2 separate regions of the Mus musculus genome follow, and region 2 is linked to region 1. Evidence: chromatin contacts called from public HiChIP or PLAC-seq data. All regions are on one chromosome and are shown on one strand. The core of a region is the stretch at or near the end of the contact, and the rest is flanking DNA. Distances in the headings are between cores, read along the strand shown. Region 1 holds the start of Atad2 (ATPase family, AAA domain containing 2). Region 2 holds the start of Nsmce2 (NSE2/MMS21 homolog, SMC5-SMC6 complex SUMO ligase).

Region 1 (4,706 bases), core at 1,552-4,051:
TCAGAGACCTTAAAGAGCGCGTGTTGTGGTAGGTTTCAGCTCCCTTAACTGTGAATCCATCCTTTAAGATAAATGAAGAAAGCTGCTGTAAGTTTGACTTTAGTTAAGACCAACTTTATTTAGGTGCTAATAGTTCTCTGATTATGTTAATAGTTGCTTTTAGTACAGGATGATTTTTATATCTCCCCACAAAACAATAAATCAAAATAATTATTTTATCACAAGTATTCGAACAGGCTATGAAACTGCAAGTACAGGATTTACTCCCTGACATGGTGGGTGACACTTGCCCGCAATCCCACCACTTGGGGTGATGTGAATGGGAAGGGTATGGGTGGGGGCATAGCAGCAGGATCAGAAGTCCAAGGTTGCATATGTCTGTCATATGCCAGCCTGGTCTACAAAGTGAGTTCCAGGACAGGCTACACAGAGAAACCCTGTCTCAAAAAACCAAACCAAAAAAAAAAAAAAAAAAGTACATCCATAGAATGGGCTTCAAGAAAGTGTGCGAAGTCCAGAAATCTTCTACAAAGGGGATGTGGACTCCAGATGTACACTGATAAACAGGCTCAATAAATAAGTAGTGTTCCATGTCATTTCCATGTTTGTCCAGAAAATGTAACGAGGGTGATGACTCACCAAACACTACACATTGGTAACTTAAGGGTCCACTACCACATAAAAAAAAAAAATCTAGTCAGTGCAGATGAGAACCTGTTGAAGTCGAAATGACAGAACTGCCTTCAAAACTAAAACAAGGTACATTGTAGTTATGGGTCCCTCTCCATACCTTCAGAATTTAAGGTCTGTCTCCAACATTAAACCAAGAAAAATCACAATAATGAATTTAAAGTGAATAAATTTTACCATCCAAAGTACCATCTGTATCTGTATCTCTACCATCTGTTGAAAAATATGTGACTGGAAATTAAGAAATATTCAAAGACTAGGGTAAGCAGAGAGTTAAGTTTTTTTGTTTTTTGATTTTGGAGACAGGGTTTTTCTGTGTAGCCCTGGCTGACCTGGAACTCACTCTGTAGACCAGGCTGGCCTCATTAAAGGCGTGCGCCACCACGCCTGGCTGAGAGTTAAGTTTTTGAAACATACATTTTTACTTACATGGGACTAAATATAAAGCCCCCAGTTTATAAAACTTTTCAAATACAAAGCTATTTTATGCTTGGTATAGATGGTGTTTTGTAATATGAATCTGTCGTCCTTGAGGAAAATCCGATATAACACCCCTAATTAGCCTCTAATTAGAAGCTCTACAAAAATACCTTGATTTATAGAAGGGAGGACTTCATTTCAAAAATATAAGCCGGGTGTGGTGACGCACGCCTTTGATACCAGCACTCAGGAGGCAGAAGCAAGCGGATTTCTGAGTTCGAGGCCAGCCTGGTCTACAAAGTGAGTTCCAGGACAGCCAGGGCTACACAGAGAAACCCTGTCTCAAAAAAAAAAAAAAAAAAAAAAAAAAAAAAAAAAAAACCAAACCAAAACAAAGCAAACAAACGAAGACTGTTTCATCCCAGTCCCCAAGGAAGCTACGTCTGTCTACAAGTGATTCACTTTATATAGTGCCAATACAAGATTAGGGTTGTCTGAACTAAGTGGACACTGCTGTGTCACTCCCAGCGCAGCGCTCCTGATCAGACTTCCAGTCTCCTGACCAGCTACGCGTCTGTTTTCCTACTCCCTCACTGCAACCGGACCATCACTACCGGTTTCGGAAACTTTAGTGTTTCTTCCTCAACCTCAACCTTTTTGGTGAACGCTGTCCCCGCTGTCCCCCTTCCACCACCGCCGAAGCCGGGCGATGTGTAATCTCTCCGCACTGGTCCCAGTGATGGGCAAGAAGCATTTGCAAACCTCCCACTACAGAGACTGTAAATGCAGCATGAAGCTGCCAGAAAAGGAAAGCTGTGGGAGGCACAAAAAACCGAAGTTCCAATTCCAGAACTGTCTACCACTCTCTGTTTACCTTTCTGGAGCCCATGTCTTCATCTGTCACACCGATAACCACCAACCAGAAGGTCCTCTAAGGCTTGTCAAGAGACTTAAAGTGCAACCACGCAATGTCGCCGTTCGTCCCTCCATATTATGCAACCTGATATTTTACTTCGCTTGAGTCTCACGATGGAACCTCCCTGGACCGTACATGGAGGTCAGTGGACTCTTTACTGTCTGGGCCCACAACTCAAGATGCTCCCGTGCACGCGCTCCAGCAGTCAGGGGGTTCGCACTCCCCTGACTGACGCGACCCGGGGAAGGAACCGGGAAGGAGGTGATGGGGGGAGCACAAGGTCGGCCCAAAGCTCCTCCGCTCGGCCCTACGCAGCGCTTCGGCTCTAGGTTTCCTCTTGCGTAGAAAGAGGTGGCGACCAACTTGCTCTGCCCGCTTCCAGCCAGTTCTGTCTTTCCAGAACCTTCCACCTCGCTGGTCCACGACAGCCCACTACCCCAGAGCGGGGCGCGCGTCTCCAACCCGGGGCCCAAAGCTCCCCGCCCTAGGTCGGTACTCACGCCCGCCGCCTTGGACGCCGTCGATTTCCTCCCGGCTCGGCGCAATCTGGGCCGCCTCCCGCCGCTGTCCTGCAGGCTGAGGAACTCACTGGACAGGTCCAGAGAGTCGGTGGCCGAGGAGGTGGTGGAGCGACTGTGCAGCTCCAGGCTGCTGCGGAGGACCACCATGGTGCCCCGCTTGCAGAAGCCGGAACCCGAGGCGGGGGAAGTGGAGAACCTGGCTCCGGAGGAGGCTGCTCAGGCGCTCACGCGCTCTGAATTCTGGCGCCACAAACTGCGCGCCCAGCGGCCGCAGCGTACGCGCGCCGAATCCCTCCGCCGCCGGCCACGCCTCCTGACCCCACCCCCAGATCGACGAACCCGAAATTCTCCTCCAATCCGAAGAGCGCGGGAACCGGAGCCGACGCGAACCGAGGCGCCAGCGAACCGCGTCGAGCCCCCTCACAGGAATTTGCGACGTCGTTCTTCCAGCTGTAGTTCCGGCTCTCCGCCCTCAGTGGAAGGAGACGGAGAGAGCGGTGCAGCGTCTTGTTTGGAATTTTGGCGCGTGGAGGCGGAAGGGCCCTTTGGCTCCCTGCCGGCGGCTTCCCGCCATCTAGGCTTCAAACGCCAGAAAAAAAAGGTCCTTAAACCAAGCACTTTGCCTCCGATAGGTTTGACTTTGAGACTTGAAGAGGTTTTTATTGATGAACTAACAAAAATAAACTGCACGAAAGAAAGAAAATATAATGGTCCTTAAAGACAGCTAAAAGAACTGGCAACAGCTATTGGGATAGAATGAGTCATATAAACTTACCCGGGATTAAAAAAAAAAAAAGCTAACTTGTAAAGTAATTACGACATAAAGTTAATGGCCAGTCACCTTATAAATGATCAAATTCTTTCCTGTGCTCAGAATGGTTTGTAGTCGTGCTAGGTACAAATGTAATTCATTTACAGAGACAAGCTTTTGCTGTGTCTATTTTGTCAAGGTTAAGCGTAAAAAAAGTAATTAAATGCAACATTTTTTTTTTAATTAGGGGTATACATAATAGATTATATGATGGCTCTCAAACCCCTCAAAGAGATCTGCTGACTGACATTTTTATTTTATTTATTTACTTATTTATTTATTTTTTTTTTGTTTTGTTTTGTTTTTCGGGACAGGGTTTCTCTGTATAACCCTGGCTGTCCTGGAACTCACTCTGTAGACCAGGCTTGGCCTCGAACTCAGAAATCTGCCTGTCTCTGCCTCCCAAGTGCTGGGATTAAAGGCGTGTGCCACCACGCCCGGCTTCTGACTGACATTTTAAGGTGTTTCATGAAAATGGCTTCCCCCGGCAGACAATACCAGCTCTGCTAGCCTCAGCTGAGGAAGATGAGCAGTAACAGACTCCACCTGGACCTGCTTCCCAGATGCTAACTGGCCACTTGGCAAAGAACTACCCCATCCCTCACCCACTGCCAGAGCCCAGTCCAAACTGTGGACACGGGTTGACTGCTCTACCCTGCCTTGCAAAGGTACCTCAGCTCCCCAGAATTCCTCCTCCGCAGAAAAATCTCTCAGACCTTCTGGGTCTGACATAAGGCCGATGATAGGACCCTCTGTGGCAGCTGGTGGTGGAAGACTGACAACCTCTGCCCCAAACAAAGCCATCAAGATCACCATGGAGTAGCCCAGGGTGGCTGTCTACGTAACAGATAAATCACCTCTGTCATTCTTAATTGATACAGAGGCCATTTGGCATTAAAAATAAATAAATAAAAAGCTTTGTTAAACAAGAGATATAAATGTCCCAATTCAATAGGAACAGATTCCATTGAACTTCTAACCTTTCCAGCCCTGGCCCATTTTGATTTGAGGTACTCTCTTAATAAACAGTTTCTGTAGCTGGCAGTGGTGGTTCATTCACGCCTTTAATCCCAGCACTCAGGAGGCAGAGGCAGGTGGATCTCATGAGTAGTAGGCCAGCCTGGTTTATAAGACTACACACAAAAAAAACTTTTTTCTAAAACAAAACGTGTGTATGTATGTATGTAGTAGCAGTTTCTGTTTCTACCACTATCCACATATCCCTGTCTCAATTCTTTGTTCTGAGGCAGAAGAAACTGGAGATCCCAGTGGGCATTTAGTTGGACCTTGATATTCATCTATAATACTCCTGTTTTCTACCCCTTGAGTGCTGAATTACACATCTGTA
Region 2 (4,706 bases), core at 1,115-3,614, 1.2 Mb after region 1:
CTTTTCTAGGACAAATAATTTGGAAGTCAGATTTGAAACAAGAAGGTGGACAGGAGGATTGAGTTCAGAAATGTTCACAGGATCTTGAAAGTAGACGAAGAAAGCAACAGCCTAACCAAACGATGGGCAAGGAAATGGGGCGAGTCACAAACTGTACCCACTTAGCTACATCGTCATCCATCGCCTTCTAGGAAGCCAGCTTCGTTTTCAGCATCAGGAGCACTCACATTTGTACGTCCCTTTGTGTTGCTATCAACAGTTAGGGAGATGATGAATAAAATAGAATACTTCTGGGGTTTCTGAGTGATGAACCTTATTAAAGTTTTATCAATGGCCACAGAACAACACCAGGATAACCAGGAGGAGTCCCAGTGAGGATCCAACACTGATGGTGTCACAGAGGCCAGAGACCAATGACTCACTGTGATGAACATTTGCAAGTGAAAATGTGTGGAGAGAGGGATATACTGTGAGACACACTACAGCTTCCACAATGAGATGTTTCTCTATGCTGTGTGTGTGTTTTGGAGGAGGGGCTGTAAGAGCAAAAGGTGAGAGGATGAGGAGATAAGTGGGACTGGGATGCATGATGTGATTTGTGATGATTCACAAATAATAAAACGTTTTGAAAAATGACAACCTCTACTTTCATATTAGCCTTCTAACACTCAACTGATAAATAATTTAATAGTGTGGCCTTAGCTGCAGACCAAGCACTGTTTTAGGATCTGAAGATACAGTAGTGCAGAACCCTGAGCTCCAGTTATCATGATGTCTATACACTACTGAGAGCAGGAGACATAAGTTAGCCAACACATACAAAGAGCACTTGCAAACACCAGTACTCTAACTCTGGGTTGAACTGAATTGTTAATGGCACGGAACAGAACCACAGATCTTAATTCCCTTCTTAATATTACTTTATAGGTTACAAAGTATGGCAGCTTTAGTTTTAGGATCTTGGCATGTAACTTTTTTTTTTTTTTTTTTTTTTTAAATAGGAAGAACCCCTTGTCAAAGGAACGTGTTTTCAAGAATGGCATCTGTTACCCAGTAAGTACAGAACAAAATATCTTTAGAAAATTAAAGTGTAGAGGACAAAAGCAGATGGATTTTTTCTTCTTTTCACAAAACCTCAGATCCCTAAAGAAAGCAGTCTCAAATCCATAACAGAGGCTGTCCCAGAAAAGTTCTGGAATAAGCTGGATCACCCCAATGTGACTCATGAATTTTTAAAATTATATTTATTTTGTGTCCATTGGTGTTTTGCCTGCATGGATGTCTGAGGGTGTTGGATCCCCTGGATCTGGAGTTATAGATAGTTGAGAGTCACCACATGGGTACTTAGAATTGAACCCGGGGCCTCAGGAAAAACAAACAGTCTTAGCCACTGGGCCCATCTCTCAAGTCCTGATTCATTAATTCTTAACATCTAAGACAACTTTCCTTCCTGACCTTTTAATACATGTTGTGGTGACCCCAACCATAAAATCATTTTCATTGATACTTAGTAACTATAATTTTGCTACTGTTAAGAATCATAATGTAAACGTTTATGGAAACAGGTTTGCTAAAGGGGTCATGAAACCCACAAGTGAGAACAGCAGACCTAAGGAAAGAGTCCCTGGCTGTGGTTAGAGATAATAAAACTCCTTCACTATCCCTCATCTATATAGAAATCAAGAGTCCAACTTTTCTTTTCTTTTTTTATGAGTCCAACTTTTAAATTTCCTATCATAGAAGAATCAGGACCCAGTAGAACTACCTGCCCCCAATACAAGGACTACAGCACCATGTCTCAGGTGAGGGAGACTAGGGTATAGAGGAACGACTTGCACAAACTCACAGTGAGCGACAGGACTTTTATTCCCCCCCCCACCCCCCCCCCCACCCCCCCGCGCGCTCTCGCCCATCATCACTCCAGTGACTACTTGATTTTCTGGAGAGTAAGTGCAAGATCAGCCACATTAGCAAGGCACCGCTCCGAGAAACTTGCAAGCTCAGCTATGGGCCAAGTAGCTGAGCATCACCCCAAAAGCTTCAAAGAAGCATGCAAGAGCGATTTCCATGAAGGCGTGGGTGAACATCAGGCGTGCAACCCCAACCCTGCAAGCCCTAGGTTTTCCCGTTGGCTCCGGGGACAGTACCGGACGTGGCCCACGGGGGAAGGAATGGACCTCGAACCCGCAGGCCCGCCTCCGACTCACCTGTCAGCCGTCCGACGCTGGCCGCGTGGACTGGGCGCCCCGGTCCCCGTCTCCCACCCCAGGGATCCCCCTAGAGTCCCGGGCCGCAGAGCGTCAGCTGCCGGGACCCGGGTTTCTGTCCTGGAGTCCCTAGCCCGTCACGTGACCAAGGGGCGGCGGCCCGGGCCCGGGCATCATGTGATCGCTCGCGGGCGCCAAGTGATGACGCAGAGCGCGCGCGGGTCGTTTCAGCCACAGAAGTGGGCTGAGGAAAGGAGTCGGGGTCTGGGCGTGCGACGTTCGGCTAGATATCACCGAGCTAGGTGGGACAGCCAGGTAAGATCCAGGAGGAACCGTGATAGGGGTCTAGCCGGCGTTGTCGCCTCCCTCTGTGCTCTGGGGACCTGGGCCTGAGCCTCTTCACCCGCAGCAACTAGACGGAGGCGGGTTATGCTCACATATGATCACAGGTTATGTGATCAAAACAAAACAAACTGTTTAGAACTGACTTTTGAAACTGAGGCATGAACAGGTAGCTCAGATGGACTCAAGGCCACAGGTGCCATTTCACTTCTGCAGGTGAAGGGATGTGGTAGCCTCGGTGTGAAAAAAGAGGGGGGAAGCGGGGCGGGAGGCAACCTTCTTGGGCACGGGCATGTTGGTGGTGACCCGGAAATGGTAGTAGTTTTTATTATTACTTTGGTAACTTAACGGATTTAGTCCTGCTCATTTCATTTTTGTGAGGCGACGTTTTATATCTTCTAATGCATGTTCCAGTTTAAGGAGATCCCAGCATGAAGGAATGGTAGAAGTCGGCAATTAGCCGTATTAAGTTATATAGTAGAGATGTGTGTTAGGAACTGAGAAGGCGTGTGGAAGAGGAGGAGCCGTGGGCGAGGGAAGGTTTCAGAGAGAAGGGTGTATGCATGCTGAAAACGGAGACACTTCAACTCTTGTCGTATGAGATCACCTTGGATTTAAAGGCGGTCGAACTTTTGGTTTGCTCTATGCCTACTGTAATGCTGTGCAGAAACGTGTTTTCCTATTTAAAACTGGCTTAACTTGACAGCAACTCTTTCATGAATATAAGGGAAGCAAAATAGTGTGCTGAGCCCAATAACTTGGTGAGACTTCAGGAAGTGCTTAACTTTGTTGTAGATTGTCTTGGAGGCTATAGGTACTGGTAACAAAAAGATCGGTGTTATTGGAAAGAGGATCCAAGAAGGGGTTGGTGTAAATCAGTGTTTCTTAACTAATGTGATGATTACGCTTTGTCTTCAGATGATTCCTTGTGGTGAGAGACTGTACTGTACTTGCTAGAATTCTATCAATTCCATAGATGCTGGTCTGTGACACCCCCCAACCCCCCTCCAGTGCCACAGTCAAAAATGCCCCCACGTGATGTTAGAAGTTCCCTGGGGGAGGTGTTAAACCTCCAAACCCTAGGTTAAACCAATCCCCAAGGAATAGTGTTAGAATGTTCAGATGTCAATAAATGAAATACTATATCTATGTAGTTTCAAAAGCATCAGAAACTGATGTCGTAGAGGCTGAGAATTCCCGAGGCCAACTTACCATCAGATTCAGTGTCTGGTGAAGGCATGCTTTCTGGCTTGTAAATGGCATGCACTTGCTGTTTTCTTGGGTGGTAGAAAAGCAAGAGAGCCCTTGGAGCACCCGTTATAAGGGACTAATAATGTTCTGGAGGGTGTAGCTAGTCACCTCGCCAAAGGCCTTATCTTCTAAAACCACCAGTTTGGACATTAGGATTTCAGTATGTAAAGTGGGGATGGGGACCCAAACATTTAGACCTTAGCAGACAGATGAGACTGGAGGAGGCGGGGAAGTGAAGAGTATGTGTTGGGGAAGGTATGGGGAGGACTAGCAGTTGTGGATTGGGGCTCTAGACAGCTCTTGGAAGAGATGGAAAGAGCTAAGAGCCCAAAGGAGTGCAAACGGAAATATTGTTCCCTGATGTCTTAGTCGTGGTTTCTATTCCTGCACAAACATCATGACCAAGAAACAAGTTGGGGAGGTTTATTTGGCTTACACTTCCATACTGCTGTTCATCACCAAGGAAGTCAGGACTGGAACTCAAGCAGGTCAGGAAGCAGGAGCTGATGCAGAGGCCATGGAGGGATGTTCCTTACTGGCTGGCTTCCCCTGGCTTTCTCACCCTGCTCTCTTATAGAACCAAGACTTCCAGCCCAGAGATGGTCCCACCCACAAGAGGCCTTTCCCCCTTGATCACTAATTGAGAAAATGCCTTACTGTTGGATCCCATGGAGGCATTTCCTCAACTGAAGCTCCTTTCTTTGTGATAACTCCAGCTGTGTCAAGTTGACAAAAAACTAGCCAGTACACCTGAGGAAGGCATACAGATTGCAGTAGTGGCCTTGAGAGCAGGTCCCGTGAAGTGGGAGAGGTGGGAGCCTGGCAGACTCCCAGGCCAGGACTGGAGGACAGGACTTTGAAACAAATGGAGGCACGCCTATGGGAGAGTTTTGCTGCCAGGATGAA

What was found. HiChIP or PLAC-seq counts read pairs in DNA pulled down with a chosen protein or histone mark.
Region 2: a contact with region 1 is called in an H3K4me3 HiChIP or PLAC-seq map of stem cell-derived neural progenitor cells, with 5 times the contacts expected there. The contact joins the promoter of Nsmce2 here to the promoter of Atad2 in region 1. A contact is called at or near these places in 3 of 39 promoter capture datasets (hematopoietic stem and progenitor cells, liver and pre-B cells), 1 of 484 Hi-C or Micro-C datasets (embryonic stem cells), 4 of 115 datasets of contacts at active chromatin or transcription factors (astrocytes, embryonic stem cells, pancreatic cancer cells and 1 more) and 1 of 9 other capture datasets (liver).

Annotation. Positions count from the first base shown.
Region 1 is chr15:58,132,281-58,136,986 of GRCm38.p6, forward strand. It overlaps Atad2 (ATPase family, AAA domain containing 2), which reads right to left and starts at 2,802. Exons shown (of 28, transcript NM_027435.2): 1 at 2,527-2,802; 2 at 1-61. The coding sequence starts at 2,694.
Region 2 is chr15:59,371,834-59,376,539 of GRCm38.p6, forward strand. Nsmce2 (NSE2/MMS21 homolog, SMC5-SMC6 complex SUMO ligase) reads left to right here and starts at 2,365. Exons shown (of 7, transcript NM_026746.3): 1 at 2,365-2,522. Washc5 (WASH complex subunit 5) reads right to left here and starts at 2,354. Exons shown (of 29, transcript NM_153548.3): 1 at 2,208-2,354.